Regions from separate parts of the Mus musculus genome. Here regions 2 and 3 are each linked to region 1. The links are chromatin contacts, called in public HiChIP or PLAC-seq and promoter capture Hi-C maps. All regions are on one chromosome and are shown on one strand. Each heading gives the region's core, a stretch centred on a gene start, on an enhancer-like site or on the middle of the called end of the contact. The rest is flanking DNA. Distances are from core to core; before and after follow the strand shown.

Evidence for each region. Promoter capture Hi-C pulls out the DNA fragments that hold promoters and counts their contacts. HiChIP or PLAC-seq counts read pairs in DNA pulled down with a chosen protein or histone mark.
Region 2: an H3K27ac HiChIP or PLAC-seq map of embryonic stem cells shows a contact between it and region 1, with 9 read pairs. The contact joins the enhancer-like site here to the promoter of Lamc2 in region 1. A contact is called at or near these places in 2 of 39 promoter capture datasets (the C10 cell line and liver), 3 of 484 Hi-C or Micro-C datasets (bone marrow-derived macrophages and embryonic stem cells), 9 of 115 datasets of contacts at active chromatin or transcription factors (embryonic basal ganglia, embryonic stem cells, large pre-B cells and 1 more) and 3 of 9 other capture datasets (adipose tissue, liver and pancreatic islet).
Region 3: a promoter capture Hi-C map of embryonic stem cells shows a contact between it and region 1. The contact joins the promoter of Shcbp1l here to the promoter of Lamc2 in region 1. A contact is called at or near these places in 14 of 39 promoter capture datasets (the 3T3-L1 cell line, the C10 cell line, the HPC-7 cell line and 7 more), 5 of 115 datasets of contacts at active chromatin or transcription factors (bone marrow-derived macrophages, embryonic stem cells, large pre-B cells and 1 more) and 1 of 9 other capture datasets (embryonic stem cells).

Annotation. Positions count from the first base shown.
Region 1 is chr1:153,183,115-153,187,856 of GRCm38.p6, forward strand. Lamc2 (laminin, gamma 2) reads right to left here and starts at 3,333. Exons shown (of 24, transcript NM_008485.3): 1 at 3,140-3,333; 2 at 2,795-2,987. The coding sequence starts at 2,873.
Region 2 is chr1:153,373,348-153,378,125 of GRCm38.p6, forward strand. It overlaps Gm46246 (a long non-coding RNA gene), which reads right to left. Exons shown (of 2, transcript XR_001779877.1): 2 at 4,510-4,778. Among named protein-coding and RNA genes, the nearest start is that of Gm46246, 21 kb to the right of the region's middle. Within about 2 kb of position 3,359, at least 26 of the 459 cell types and tissues checked have an H3K27ac peak or open chromatin away from gene starts, as enhancers often do. A contact at or near this core is called in embryonic stem cells, where this site is marked.
Region 3 is chr1:153,422,865-153,427,398 of GRCm38.p6, forward strand. Shcbp1l (Shc SH2-domain binding protein 1-like) reads left to right here and starts at 2,345. Exons shown (of 10, transcript NM_001033162.2): 1 at 2,345-2,722. The coding sequence starts at 2,360.

The DNA of each region.
Region 1 (4,742 bases), core at 2,083-4,582:
CTCACTTGACTCTATCCTCTGAGCCCCACAGTGGCCTCTCTAAAAACGTGAACACGCTCAACCACTCCTGCCCACTAACTCTCAGCAACATTTCTTTGCTTACAAGGTGCCCTATACCGCCTATAGCATATAGCTCTTCATAGCCAGATTCGCAGCTACTCTTCTATCACGCTCTTCTCTGCATCTTGATCATCTCTAGCCATACCTCCCCCAGAGATATGATCCAGACCTTTGAGGACACATGCCCCAGTCTCTCACCAAGGCATGGTATGTGTCTCCTACTCATTGCTGCGCATCCGAACTTACAGTACCTGTACTCCAGACTCTCTAACGAAAGTGTGGATGGACCCAGCTGTGCAAGGCAACTCACAATAGCCATCCTTTTGCCAAGTCTGCAAGCTTGCTTACTACTAATGCTTTCATTTAGCAGATGAAGAGCCAGACTTCAAGCAGTTGAAGAGCCTGAAAAGTTACTGAGAACACTGTGATGGCTGAACAAGGATGACCTCCCCATAGGTTCATATATTTGACTGTTTGGTTACCAGCTGGTGGACTATTTGGGAAGGATTAGGGGATGTGGCCTTGTTGGAGGAGGTGTGTCACTGGGAGTGACTTTGAGGTTTCAAAACCCCCCAGCCAGGCCCACTCTCTTCCTCTGCATGCTGCCTACAGATCAGGATGTCAGCTCTCAGCTACTGTGCCCCGCCATGATGAGAATGGACTCGCCCTCTGAAACTGTAAGCAAGCCCCAATTAAATGTTTTCTTTTATAAGCAGCCTTGGTCATGGGGTCTCATTACAGCAATAGAACAGTGACTAAGACAGGCATTAACAAGTGAATAAACCAAAAAATTTTGCCAGGTCAGGCTGACTCTAAAGCCAGTGTTTTAGGTGAGACCAACCCTGTAAGTCTCGGTAATTATATCTTAACCATAATTTCACCTGCAAGAAATAACCAGGAAGCAACATCACGACTTCAGACCTTCGCAGCCCACAGGTGCAGCCCACAGGTGCAGCCCACAGGTGCAGCCCACAGGTGCAGCCCACAGGTGCAGCCCACAGGTGCAGCCCACAGGTGCAGCCCACAGGATGCCTGGATACAGGTCACTTTGGATTAGGACAGGTATCATACCTTTTGCCCAGCTCCTTGTATATCCCAGTGTGACAAAAATGGAAAAATATAAATGATCTACCATAATGACATAGTCTCACTTGGCTCCCAAATAAAGCTGTTTGAGGAGAGAACCTGGTATCTCAAGCAATCTGTCCCTAAGGAAGGGGAAAGTGCGAAAATGAGCCAACACAGAACTTCTGACTTTGTGTTTGGATGGACTGCTTGGGTACAAAGTCTGCTGTTGAACCTGACTTTATGAAACAATTGATGGCATCCTATAGATTTGGTTTTGTTATGTAATACCAACACACATGTATGTATTTAATTATAGCCAAGAGGAAAATTGCTGTACTGAAAAAAAATATACATATACATACACACACACACACACACACACACACACACACACACACACACACATATATATATATATATATATATATATATATATATACATATTACTTTTATAATGAGGTCAAAAAAGCTAAGAACACCTGGATCAAAGGTTCTGCCACTGCCAATAGCTGCCTGGGTGGCCTTGTGCAAAAACACTGCCAACTGCTCATCTTTTCAATCAAAGGATTCTTAATTGCTGATCCACTGGAAGTTACTTTTAATTCTAATATTCAGAGACTGTTTTCACTCTCAGAATGTTTTCTACTAGGTTTCAACCAGTTTATCCTGACTCAGGGGGAGCCCTCTCGACATGACCACTTTCATACATTTTTTTGTTTTAAAGTTCATCTTACATATCTGAGCTACACAACAGGTTTTGACAGGACTAGTGAAATGGTTACTATTGTCAAGAAAATGAACATGGCTATCATGCCAGTTACTCCTTTTTGGTGACAATTATACATGATCGAGCATCATGGCTTCCGATCCCTGGCAGTGGTGACTGGAACACCATGGAGAGCAGGAAGCAACAGTAACTATGAATGTGAAAAGTTGGGTGATCAGAGGAAAGCGCTTCAGCTAAGAGACAGAGAAACCCCCGCACTAGGTGTCATCATAGTTGACAGGACACATACACACGAAAAACAGTCGCTAAGTTCTCGCAGATTTTGTTTATATGACCTTAACTCCTCAGGACATGACAGCCACCGGGTGCTCTCGGTAGGAGTAAATGTTACTTGAAGTTTGAGTCCAATAAATACCTGGGAGGCGAAACTGTTCTTAGAAGTAACACTTGCAGTTTCGGGTATTACTAAAACGCTTAAAGTTCACGCTCTATCTCAAAAATACAACATGGATAACAAGGGGATTATGGAAGTTCTGTTTTTAGTCTGTGTGGTGCTGCCGGGCATGGAAAAAGTCCCACCTAACTCCCACTGGTAAATTACAGGGACCGGACAGTTTAAAGACTAGCATGTTACTGATTGAACGGGTGTGGAGGGGTCCCCTGTTGCCAAAGAAAAGAAAGGGAGGGAATTGAAAGAGGAATGGCTTTAGGGCAAGGAAACCTTCAGCTGGCACAACCCATTAGCTTCGTGTTTTTAACTCCCTTGGCTTTATGGGAAAACTGTCACTTTAGAGCGCGACTGTACAGGAGCCCCAGGTAGGGAGGAGATAGGCTCTTTGCAGATCCTTGACCTGACCGAGTGTGGATCCTCGAGGTGAATTCAGCCACCAACACCGTGTGCAGGGAAGGGCAAGTTGGAGGCGCGGTGGGAGCACTCACCTTCCCTCCTGGAGGTGGCCTGGGCTGCGGGCAGCAGGAGCGCGACACCAAGGCAGCAGCTGAGCCAGAGCGCAGGCATGGCCGGGCCGCGCTCCGCCGCTGCGGGTGCCTGCCGGGCGCCGAGTCTTCGCTCTGCTGTGCCTTCCTTTTCCCTCGATCAGGTGTTTTATCGACTCTTCTCCCTGACTCAGTCCTGACAGGAAGAGAGCCGGTGTTTCGGGGCGTGACTCACCTGTGAACAAGGAGGACCCAACCCTCCGAGGCAGACAAACACTCAGCGCATGCCGAGCAGTAAACCCGCTCGCTGCGGCCCCGGGCTCCCCCCTCCGCAACCGGGGAGCACACCTGGCCCCGCCGAGGGCGTGGTACTGAGGCTGCGGTCCAGAGATCCTTCTGGAATGTGCCATATCCCCTCCCTCCACCCGCACCCCGCTACACACAGCCGTTCTCTCCCGGGGTGGTCCTGGGCAGAACTCAGGTTGTAGATATCAGCCACCCCTTCCTCAAAACCGGAGGGGGCGAGGGAGTCTCAAGGGCACAGACATCCATTCCAGTCACAGTTGGACGCCCCTTCCACTCTAGTCTAAAACACAGGCAAATTAACCAGGCTGAGGGGCCCAACAGGATCGATCCTCTTCACTCTCAGGGTAACTTTTATTCTGAGATACAGCACGTATACATACCTCTGATTTTACTCACTTCTAAGCACACACACACACACACACACACACACACACACACACACACACACCAGGGTGACCCAAAGGTTGCTCTCCTGGGTCTATCTACCCCCTTAACCTTGAACTAGCAAACTCATTAAGCAAACTCATTAAACTGTTACGAACTAGTTCACAGTTGATATTCAACAAGCCTTCTGCTCATAAGAGAAAAGGTTTCTTAGTCTTTTAACATCTCAGAGCATATTTTTCACGACATTCTCTCTGGCCCCGCTAGAAAATAACGTTAAGAGGGATAGTGCCAGCCAAGCCCGGTGTTAGCTGAAGTGAGTAACACCAAGTGGGGGAGGGGATGCAAATCTTGGCTTATCCCACACTGTCCTGGGAACTTCTCCTACAGTGAATAATGCAGAAGTGACTGTCAGAGAAGGCTCTTAAATCCTGCTATAGACTTAGGATTTACTAGTATTTATGTAGACACAACGTATCCATTACAACCAATAACCACTTCTTTTCCTCATGGTAAGGACAGCAGAGGCCCTAAATAAATACCTAGTCACTGACTAAATGAATGACTGTACCATAGATAGTTCCGTAGCTTAACACTCTAAGATAACTAACAACGTAATCCATACATATTGTCAAAGGGTGTGAGAACTCCCATTTCTAAGTGTGATAGTGACCAGTGTAGGCTGACCAGGAGAGATGTGGCTGGCTTTGTACAGAACATGGAGTCTGAACTAGATACCTAGTTCTAACCAGGAAGTAGACAAAGCATTGAAGAGCAACAGAGGCAAGATAGGGTACTGCAGACAAGCCGACATCTCTAAAATCTAGCGCAAAATGAGCAACAGAATGGATATTCTAATTTTCTTAACCTAGACTCAACTCTCTTCTGCTCTGTCCAAATAATGTGGAGATTCTTCTCACTCAGAATCAGTGCCCAGCTACTGCTAACACTTCAGTTCCTTGAGAGCAGGCATCTATAATTTTTTTCTTCCAGTAGCAGCTATGCGGTGGACAGAGAGAGAGGGGGAGAGGGAGAGGGAGAGGGAGAGGGAGAGGGAGAGGGAGAGGGAGAGGGAGAGGGAGAGGGAGAGGGAGAGGGAGAGGGAGAGGGAGAGGGAGAGGGAGAGAGAGAGAGAGAGGGAGCACACTTGTTTCTGAGTGCTATGATCCTTGCATATCTACCATCCACTAACTGAAAATATTGATACTTCTTGTTTTAGAAAAGTCCAGGTACACAGTGTTGGAGGAGCAGGGCATAGGGC
Region 2 (4,778 bases), core at 2,109-4,608, 190 kb after region 1:
TGAGATCCTGTCCAAAAGGAAAACAGAAAAAGAACAGATAGCTTATTTGAGTGATTCACAGTGGTGTTTCCCTTCCCCCAAGCTTCTCCAGTGTCTGATGAGCTTGTGAGTGGAAGCTAAGTCCTTGCATAGACATGCCAGGTACAACAGGGCAAGTGTGTGTCTGGCCTGGCACAAATTCCCTGCCCACTTCAAGTTGTCACACAAATGCTTAGTCTGTTCAAGGGCAAGGTGTACCCCATGAAAACTGCCTTGTTAATTCTCTCCTGCAGACCTAAAGTGACAATGGCTATTAAAGATGGCCTACAGTACCACACTGTATGGCCTTTTCTCCTTCCTCAACTTAATTCCTTTCTTTTTTTTTTTTTTTTAAATAATGTGTTCTGATTTCACAGTAAAAACAAAGCTTTCTTTATTTGCCCAGTTACCTATCAAGACCCACTTTAACCCTATAATAATTCAAATTATGAAATATAAGGCAGAAGCGGAATTCAACGGAGGGGGAAGCAGAGGAAGAAAACATGAGCAGCTTTGTAACAAGTGGGAGCTTGGTGTGTCTCATGGAAGAAGTCAATGTCAGGACAATGCCCTTGTTTAAGACAGGGTCTCTGGTCGCCTGGGCTAGCTTCGAACCCACTAACTGGTTGAAGATGGCCTTGAACTGCATTTTGTTATCCAGAGAGCCTAAGAGATAAAATACAGTGCTACTGGGTGCCGTAGTTAAACAGTGCTGGGAAGAGATGCCTAAGTCAGTGGTTCTCAACCTTCCTAGTGCTGCGACTCTCTACTACAGTTCCTCACATTGCTTTATGGTTGGTGACCCCCGCCAACTGTAAAATTATTTCATGACTACTTAATAACAGTAACCTCCTGTTGTCGTGAACTGGAATGTAGATATCTGATATGCAGGATGGCCTGGGGCAGCCCCTGTGAAAGGCTTGCTTGACACCCCCAACACTCGGGGTCATGACCCCCAGGTCTAGAACCACTCACTGCCCTAGATGGTTTGCACACAGTTGCAGCCTCCTTTGGCTCAGAGACTGCAGTCACACTGGCTTCTGCCTGTTCTTAGACACCACACACTTCTGCCTTGTAGGATATATGCTGGCTACCATGGTCCTCTGATCAGGTTTTGAATAGATCTCAAGTTAAAAGTTCCTAACCCGTAAAGAATTTTTCTCCTGTCTAATTAGTTCCCCTCTGCTGTTTTCTACCTCCTTCGAATAAAAACCACATCTTAAACATTGTACTTTACTCCAGTGTTTGAGACAGGGTCTTCCTGTCTTGCTCAGGCTGGTCTTGAACTCGCAAGCTTCGTTGATTGTCTGGTCTCAGATTATAAATTGCTAGGATTAGGCTCTAAGTGAAATTTATTAATTATACCTTATTATGTTTTAATGTATTTATTGGGTGTATGTGTATGCATATGCATGCATCTATGGAGGTGAGAGGATGACCCGTGGAAACCAGTTCTCTCTTTGCGCTATGTATGTCCTGTGGATCAAACGCAGGCATTCAGGCTTGGCAGTAAGTGCCTTTACCTTCTGAGCCATCTTACCAGCGCTTAAACATTTCTTAAAAATGGATTCACTGTCTGTCTGCCTCTGTCTGGGAGCAGCCTCTTACTAATCTTTGTATCCTAGCATCTGGCAAACTCAGGAAGTTACTAGAGTAGGGCTGACTCCTGTAAGCCCAGCAATAGAGAAGCTGAGGCTGTGAGTTGAACCCACCTTGGGCTGCAGAGAAAACCCCTTTCTCATAAAACAAACAAGCCTGATAGAAAAGAATTTGAGCCACATCATATTACAGATATGTCAAAGTGAGTAATTTACATCATTTATAAAATATGGGTCAGCCCTGAGGGTATGCCTACTATGGTAATGGGGTTGATTTCCTTTAATAAATCCTATTTTCTGTGTGATGCATCCCATCTTGGTATGCTTCTCCTTGGTTGAAGGACGTCCGGTGGAAGCTCCCAAGGTACCATTAAAGCCTTGTTTGAAATTCCATCTACTTTCTAGCTTGGCCACACAGCACACAGTACTGATCAAAGTTCAGTGAGGAAAAGAGGCAACTATTTTTCTTGGTTTAGAATCTAACTGAACTTCCACCAAGGGTCTCTGGTTGGGTGGGTCCAGTTTTGTGAATGAATGATTCCTTTGCCAGCAAACGATATTGCTGAACCCGGCCATTAAGAAGCCAGGAGGCATGACCTTGGGGTAGTTATCATCAGTAATCTACAGCAACTGTTAGAAGGTTTCAGTTCCTACTGTTGGGCAAAATTTTAACAAACAGACTTAAGTAAAATATTTCTGAAGTTAAAAACAAAACAAAACAAAACAACAACAGCAACCAACCAACCAAAACCCCACAGTTTTCCTTGGGAATGTTTTTAATATGTGTATACGCACACACACACACACATATATATACACACACACATACATACATATATACATATACATATATATGTATGTGTGTATGTATATATGTATGTATATGGTTGTATATTGAAAAATGTAAGCAATTCTCATGAAATTATTATGAATTCACAATTTAAAAACCAAGAACATTCATAAGTTGATATCACTTTAAGCTTTTGAAAAATGAAGAACTGAAATAATTTGTAAAACCTAAAGGGAGGCCTCCTGTGGTCTGTAAATGCTGACTTCCAGAAGTTAAACAAGTTAGAGGCCAACCTGACCTACTTGTGAAAGAGAGAGAAAGAAAGAAAGAAAGAAAGAAAGAAAGAAAGAAAGGAAGGAAGGAAGGAAGGAAGGAAGGAAGGAAGGAAGGAAGGAAGAAAGAAAGAAAGAAAGAAAGAAAGAAAGAAAGAAAGAAAGAAAGAAAGAAAGAAAGAAAGAAAGAAAGAAAGAAAGAAAGAAAGAAGAGGGGAGGGGAGGGGAGGGGAGGGGAGGGGAGGGGAGGGGAGGGGAGGGGAGGGGAGGGGAGGGGAGGGGAGGGGAGGGGAGGGGAGGAAGCAAGCAACTCAATCACAGCTGTTGGAGCAGGATTTAACTGATCTTGTATTTTCACAGCTGGACGGCTGTGATTCTATTCTTTCTTTCAAACACCCCACCCCATTAGTTACTGTAACTGCAGTGAAGGCAGAACAAGTTTGTCTGACCTCAGTGTGCTCCGAAGCCAGGGAGCCCTTAAAATCCAAAAGACACTCTAAAATGAGAGAAGTAATATTTGTTTCTTCCTCCAAACGGAGACCCCACCCCTCTCCACCCCCAGCTTTAAATTCAAAGGGTTGATGGTAAGTCAGCTGAGGGAGACTCTAGCCCACACCTGTGAACACCACTGCTCCCCTCACTGTCCCATTGTGTTTACTTGTGAGAAGGAATCTCCCAAAAGCAAAAAGCGAAAAGCGTTCACTCCACTTCGAGCTTTTGTTCACAGAGGTATCACACTGAGCGGGAATGTGGGTGGGGTTTGAATTTGTAAAAAGCCTGATTAAATTTATCTAAAATAATCCTATCCTATCTTATTGGGTCCTGAATTCAACCCAGTCCATTCGTAAGCAAGATTCTTAGACAAACCCACTCACTGTTTAAAATCCCTTGTGTTGCAAATTAAACAGAGACCATAAACCAGCCCAGTCCTGGCTTGTGTCATCTCTGATTCAATCTGCTATCAGTTAGATATTGGAGGAGGATTCCTGCTGCTTTGCTGGGTCTGTCAATTTTTAATAAAAGGCCTGAATTGCTCTGAGTGTCTCGGAATCTTCTGTTTCTCTTTTAGTGATAAGCAAAACACGTCTGTTGAATGCCTAGGATTCTAACACTGATAGAGAGACAGCCTTTACCCCAATACTCTTCTGAGATTACGTCATAGTGACAAGGGCCCGAATAGTCTCCAAGGACTGAGGTATGGGTGGGGAGCCCTTAAAAGCAAATTCACTTCAATGTTGAGTTTAACCATTTTTATGATATATTTTTTTTGAGACAGTGTCTACTCTCTAGAGTAGACCAGGCTAGCCTTGAAACTGCAGTGATCCCCCTGCCTCAACCTAAGTTTTGAGATTACAAGTATGTGCCCCTAATATCCAGTATGATAACATACATACATACATACATTTATTTATTTATTTATTTATCTATTTATCTATCTATCTATCTATTTATTTATTTATTTATTTATTTATTTATTTATTTATAATGGGCTGGGGATTTACCTTAGTTGGTAGGACACTTTACAGGCACATGCAAAGCTCTAGGCTTGACCCCCCCCCCCATTACTGAATTTTTAAAAAACTAGCAGTGGTGACACATGCCTGCAGCCTCAGAACTCAGGAGGCAGGGACAGGGGCTCAAGATCACCTTCAACTATATAGAAAATTCAAGACCAGCCTGGGCTACCTCACCTATATTGACCACCCTCATTCCATCCTCTAAAAAATAAAAATAAAAAAAAATAATATAGCGTACCCAAGAAATACAAACGAAGTAAGAGAAGCTGGCAAATGTCTCCCAATGACAATAATAAAAGATGCAATGAAACATCTCAAAGAAAAATGCCATTTTACTCTGTGGCTGTAATTCTCTCCATAGAACTGACCCTCATTTAAGCAGTTTATTCAAATTGTTAGACGGATACTCATAGCTGGCAATCATGGCTCAATAAACCATAAGAGACCAAGCAGAATGCAGGAAGTCTCACACAGTTACTGTAAGGACTGACTTCAGGTCACACTGGACAACACTGAAAACCATAATGCTGGCCTGAGGAGGAACCTCTGCTCTGTTGCCTAGCAGCTAGGTGACTTAGCCGCA
Region 3 (4,534 bases), core at 1,095-3,594, 240 kb after region 1:
TTATCTGCTCACGGAAATATAAATCAATACTTCTGGGGAAATAAACATTCTGGCAATCTGAAGTTGCTGACGTCGTCCTTTTCATAAATTAAAATTTAAAACATTTAAGAGTCCCACTTTGTGGCCCTGACTGGCCTTGAACCCAGAGACCCTCCTACCTCTGCCTCTCAAGAGCTGGGATTAATCTATCCCAGCTATAAAAGGGTTTTTTGTTTGTTTGTTTGTTTGTTTGCTTGTTTTGGGGGTTTGCTTGTTTGTTTTCTTTGAGACAGGGTTTCACTGTACAGCCCCGGCTGTCCTGGAACTCTCTTTTTAGACCAGGCTGGCCTCGAACTCAGAAATCTGCCTGCTTCTCCCTCCTGAGTGCTGGGATTAAAGGTGTGCACCACCACTGCCCAGCACTAAAAGCTATTTTTAAAAAGACTCAGGTTAAATATTGATTACTCTGTCAAGAAGGAGATTGTTTTCTTCCATGCTTTGGATTTTTTGTTTATATTTATTTATTTTACTTTATGTGCATGAGTGTTTTGCCTGCATGTGTGTATGTATATGTAGCATATGTGTGCAGTACCCACAGGGGGCACAAAAGCATCCGATTCTCTGGAACAGGAGCCACCATGTGAGTTCTGGGAATCAAACCCTGGACCTCTGGAAGAGCAATGAGTCCTCTTAACTGCTGAGCCATTTCTCCAGCCCCAACATAGTATGGCTTTGAAATATGTATGTAATAATCATAGTCTTTACACATGCTGTTGCCTACACTTTGCTTAGGGTAGGCAGGCCTTGTGTCTTTCATCTGTATGCCTTTGGCATCTACACAGTGCCTGTCTGGCACTTAGTAGTTCCTATGAAACATCTGTTTGTTTCCGGAAGAAACAAAAACTAGTGCTGTGTTTGAAATTTAAACACTTTGAACTAGCTCACAGGATTTTTTTTTTTTTACTCTAAACTTAAGGGCTAAACTAATACTAATAAAATAATTATTTTTTCAAAGAAAGGAAGAGGAAAGCATTTAAAACAAAATAACAAGAGTAAGCAGAGGGTGGCAGTGGGTGCCTATCACCATAGTGCCTGGGAGGCAGATGAAGGGCCCTGCAAGCTTGAGGCTCAGTCTACACAACACACCAGGCAAGCATGGACTGCACACACACACACACACACACACACACACGCGAGGTAATGAATTAAAAGAAGAGAAAACCAGCCCTGTAATAGATTTTATTCGAATGGGTGGTCTTGGGTGGTTATAATGGCACCATTTTAAAGAAGGTCACAGACTCCAGACAAATACAGTGAAGTGTGAATACAGAATAATTGAAGTCCTAATTGTTTTCTGCACTACAGTAACACGATACAAACGGGAATGTCTCCTTCAAAATAAACTCACAACTTCACACAGTGTCCTTCCAAGTGAGCGAGAGGGAAGGCAGGTGTTTTCCCAAGTCACCTCAGCTCGGGGGCTGTGCGCCCAGCACAGAGTCCAGATAGAGTAAACAGACGGTATTCCAACGGGCTCAATACACAAGCAGTCTCACATACCGGGAACTGGAGTCCTGATGCTCATCAAAGGCCGTGAGCAACATTTAGGAAAATGCGCTTACTCACCGTCGCCACCGCTGAAATACGTGTTGATAAGGGTTGCAGTACTGTAAACACCCATCAGGGAGAATTCTGAGCAGCTCCACAGACTAATTTGACCCATTGACTTAATCACATCTTCACACACACACACACACACACACACACACACACACACACACACACACACACACACACACACACACAGAGCAATTTGTTTATGATATGAAGGGACGCCTAAACTGAGATCCGCGTGGAAAGGTGATCCCGGGTGCCTACATCTATCCGCAGTTTTCTCTGGTAATAACCAGCTGGTCCCAGTCACAAATGCTTCCTAGAATAAAAGTATGTTTCCTTTGGCTGGGGGGAGGGGGTCTGATTCAATCGGTAGAGTGCTTGTCTAGCAGGTAATGAACCGCCCCATTGAGTGGGGCGGGCCTGTGAACCCAGCACTTGAGAGGGAGAGGCAGGAGAATCAGAAATTCAAGGTCATCCTTGGCTACCTAGGGACTTCGTAGCTTGCCTGGCCCTGAAATGTTTCAGGACTTAAGGGTGGATGGGTGGGGACCAACGAGCTCCTAGGTTCTGCCATTAGGCGATTCCAAGGATCAATGGGCGGGGTCAGAGGCAGGACCCCGCCCCTATCCCCGCCTCTGCGCAGCGTGCTCCCACCGCCCCCGCACCTGCCTTCATTTCCCGCCCACGCATGTGCTCGCCCGCGGAGCGCGCACAGGCTGCGTGGTCCCACGAGGGGAAGGCGGCCAACGGCTGCGGCGCGAACATGGAGTCGGATGCCACGACCTCAGAGCCCAAGGCCTCGGTCGGGAGTGACAGCTCGCCAGCGGAGCAGACTGTCTTAGCCACCCTCCGGGACTCGGTGGCCGCGCCCACCAGGGGCTTCATGTCCCCCGTGCGCTCGGTAGTGGCCTCCCCGCGCCCCGTGAAGGGCAAGGCGGCACGGCGACGGCTCCAGCTCCCACCGGTCACCCAAGCCGAAACATGTGACGAGGAGCCCGTGCCCGCGGTGCCTGAGGACCAGGAGGAAGCGCAGCCCCTGCCACCGATCTACGCATCCCCCATGAGGGGCATGTGGCGCAGCGAGAAGGTGGCTCTGTACTGCGACCAGGTGCTACAGGGCTCGAAGGTGCGAAGCTGCAGAGGGGCCAGCTCCGGGAGGTTTGGGTCTTTCCCACAGCAGGGAAAGCAAATCTGTCCCTTCAAAACAGTCTTTTGGGGGAAAAAATCAGTCTTTTGGAGTCAAGGGGTACAGAATGCCACCTTGGCCACCTTAGTCGTTGCCCAGACCCTCAGCTCCTGCCCTAGAGGACTTGACTAACCCGTTATACAAAATTGTCAGCTAAAATGACACCTCCTAAAAGATGAGGCCGTGAAGCGCTCGTCACAGTCTGGGCATACATCTTACTGTCCACTCAAATACACAGAGCTCGGTGTCCACACACCCTAGTGTCCACACGTCTCGTTGTTAACACACCCTAGTTTTTAATACATCTTCATATTAGGCCCAAACATAAAGCTAATATTACGTTGGAATTGTGAAAATGGCAGCTAGAGAGACAGCTCCTTGGTTAAGAACATTTGCTGTTCTAGTAGAGGGGTCAATTTTCCTGTCCCAGAACCCACAAGGTGACTCCCATCCATCCGACACTCCTGTTTCAAGGGATCCCAGATCCTCTCCTGAGCCTTCCCAGGCATCAGGTGCAAGGGTGGTGTGAATACACGGATGCACATAAAAACAGGCGTAAGATGTCCCCAGAATGGTTCCCAGTCAGCAAGTCACGATGTAGACAGGTGTTTTGCATGGAAAGAGCCTGATAACACCAAACAGGGTGGCACACGCCTTTAATCCCAGCACTCGAGAGGCAGAGGCAGGCAGATCTCTGAGTTCAAGGCCAGCCTGGTCTACAGAGAGTTCCAGGACAGCCAAGGCTACACAGAGAAACCCTGTCTCAAAAAAAACAAAAAACAAACAACAACAACAACAAAAAAACCCCACCAAACAGAACAAATAGCATACATTTTAATACTGCATTTTATTTAAAGTATAGCAAAAGAATTTGTGTACAAGTATATTCGTTGCAGCGATGGGTATAAAAATTGGCTGAGCATGGTGACTCATGCCTTGTTTGTCTTTTGTAGACCAGGTTGGGCCAGAACTCACAATAATCCACCTGCCCATCCCAGTACTTGGGAGGATGCTGGAGCCCGAGAATTGTGAGTTTAAGGTTAACCTAGGTCAGTCTCAATAGTGAGATTTTTGTTTCAATAGTAAAGAAATAGCTGGAATTCTAGATCAAGTGGCAGAGTGCTTGAAGTATTTGAGTCCCAGTACCAAACGCAGTTCCTGCACTCCTGGAGAAAGGAAGAAAGGATAGAGCCATAGAGAACTACAATGAGGCAGGCATCATGGTACACCCCTGCAATCCCAGCACTTAGGAAGTTCAGGCAGGAGGATCGCCCTGAGTTTGAGGCTAGTGTGGGCTACCCAGCAACATCCTGTGTCAAACAAAAATAACCCACAAAGAACTTCATGGCTTCACACAGTGGAAAACTATGCAGTTGTACATTCGTGCTACTTAGGTTAAAAAGCAAGAAGCTTGGAGGTGGGCATGATAGGTGGGTGGGTGAATAGACACAGAGAAAAATGACTGAACGGAAACAGGGCATGAGGTCAGCAGTGCTCACTCTCGCCAGGGTAGGGCTGATTTTAAATTGTTGCTTTTGCATTTTCTGTCTCCTCCTCCTCCTCTTCCTCCTCCTCTTCTTCCTCTTCTTCTTCCTCCTCTTCCTTCTCCTCCTTCTCTTTTCCCCTTTTGATTTTTGAAAGTCTCTCACTATGAAGCCCTGGCTGCCTGAAGCTCATTAAGTAGTCCAGCCTAGCCTTTAGCTAGTGATGGCCTCCTGCCTCTGTCCCTGGAGAGGTGGAGCCACAGATGTC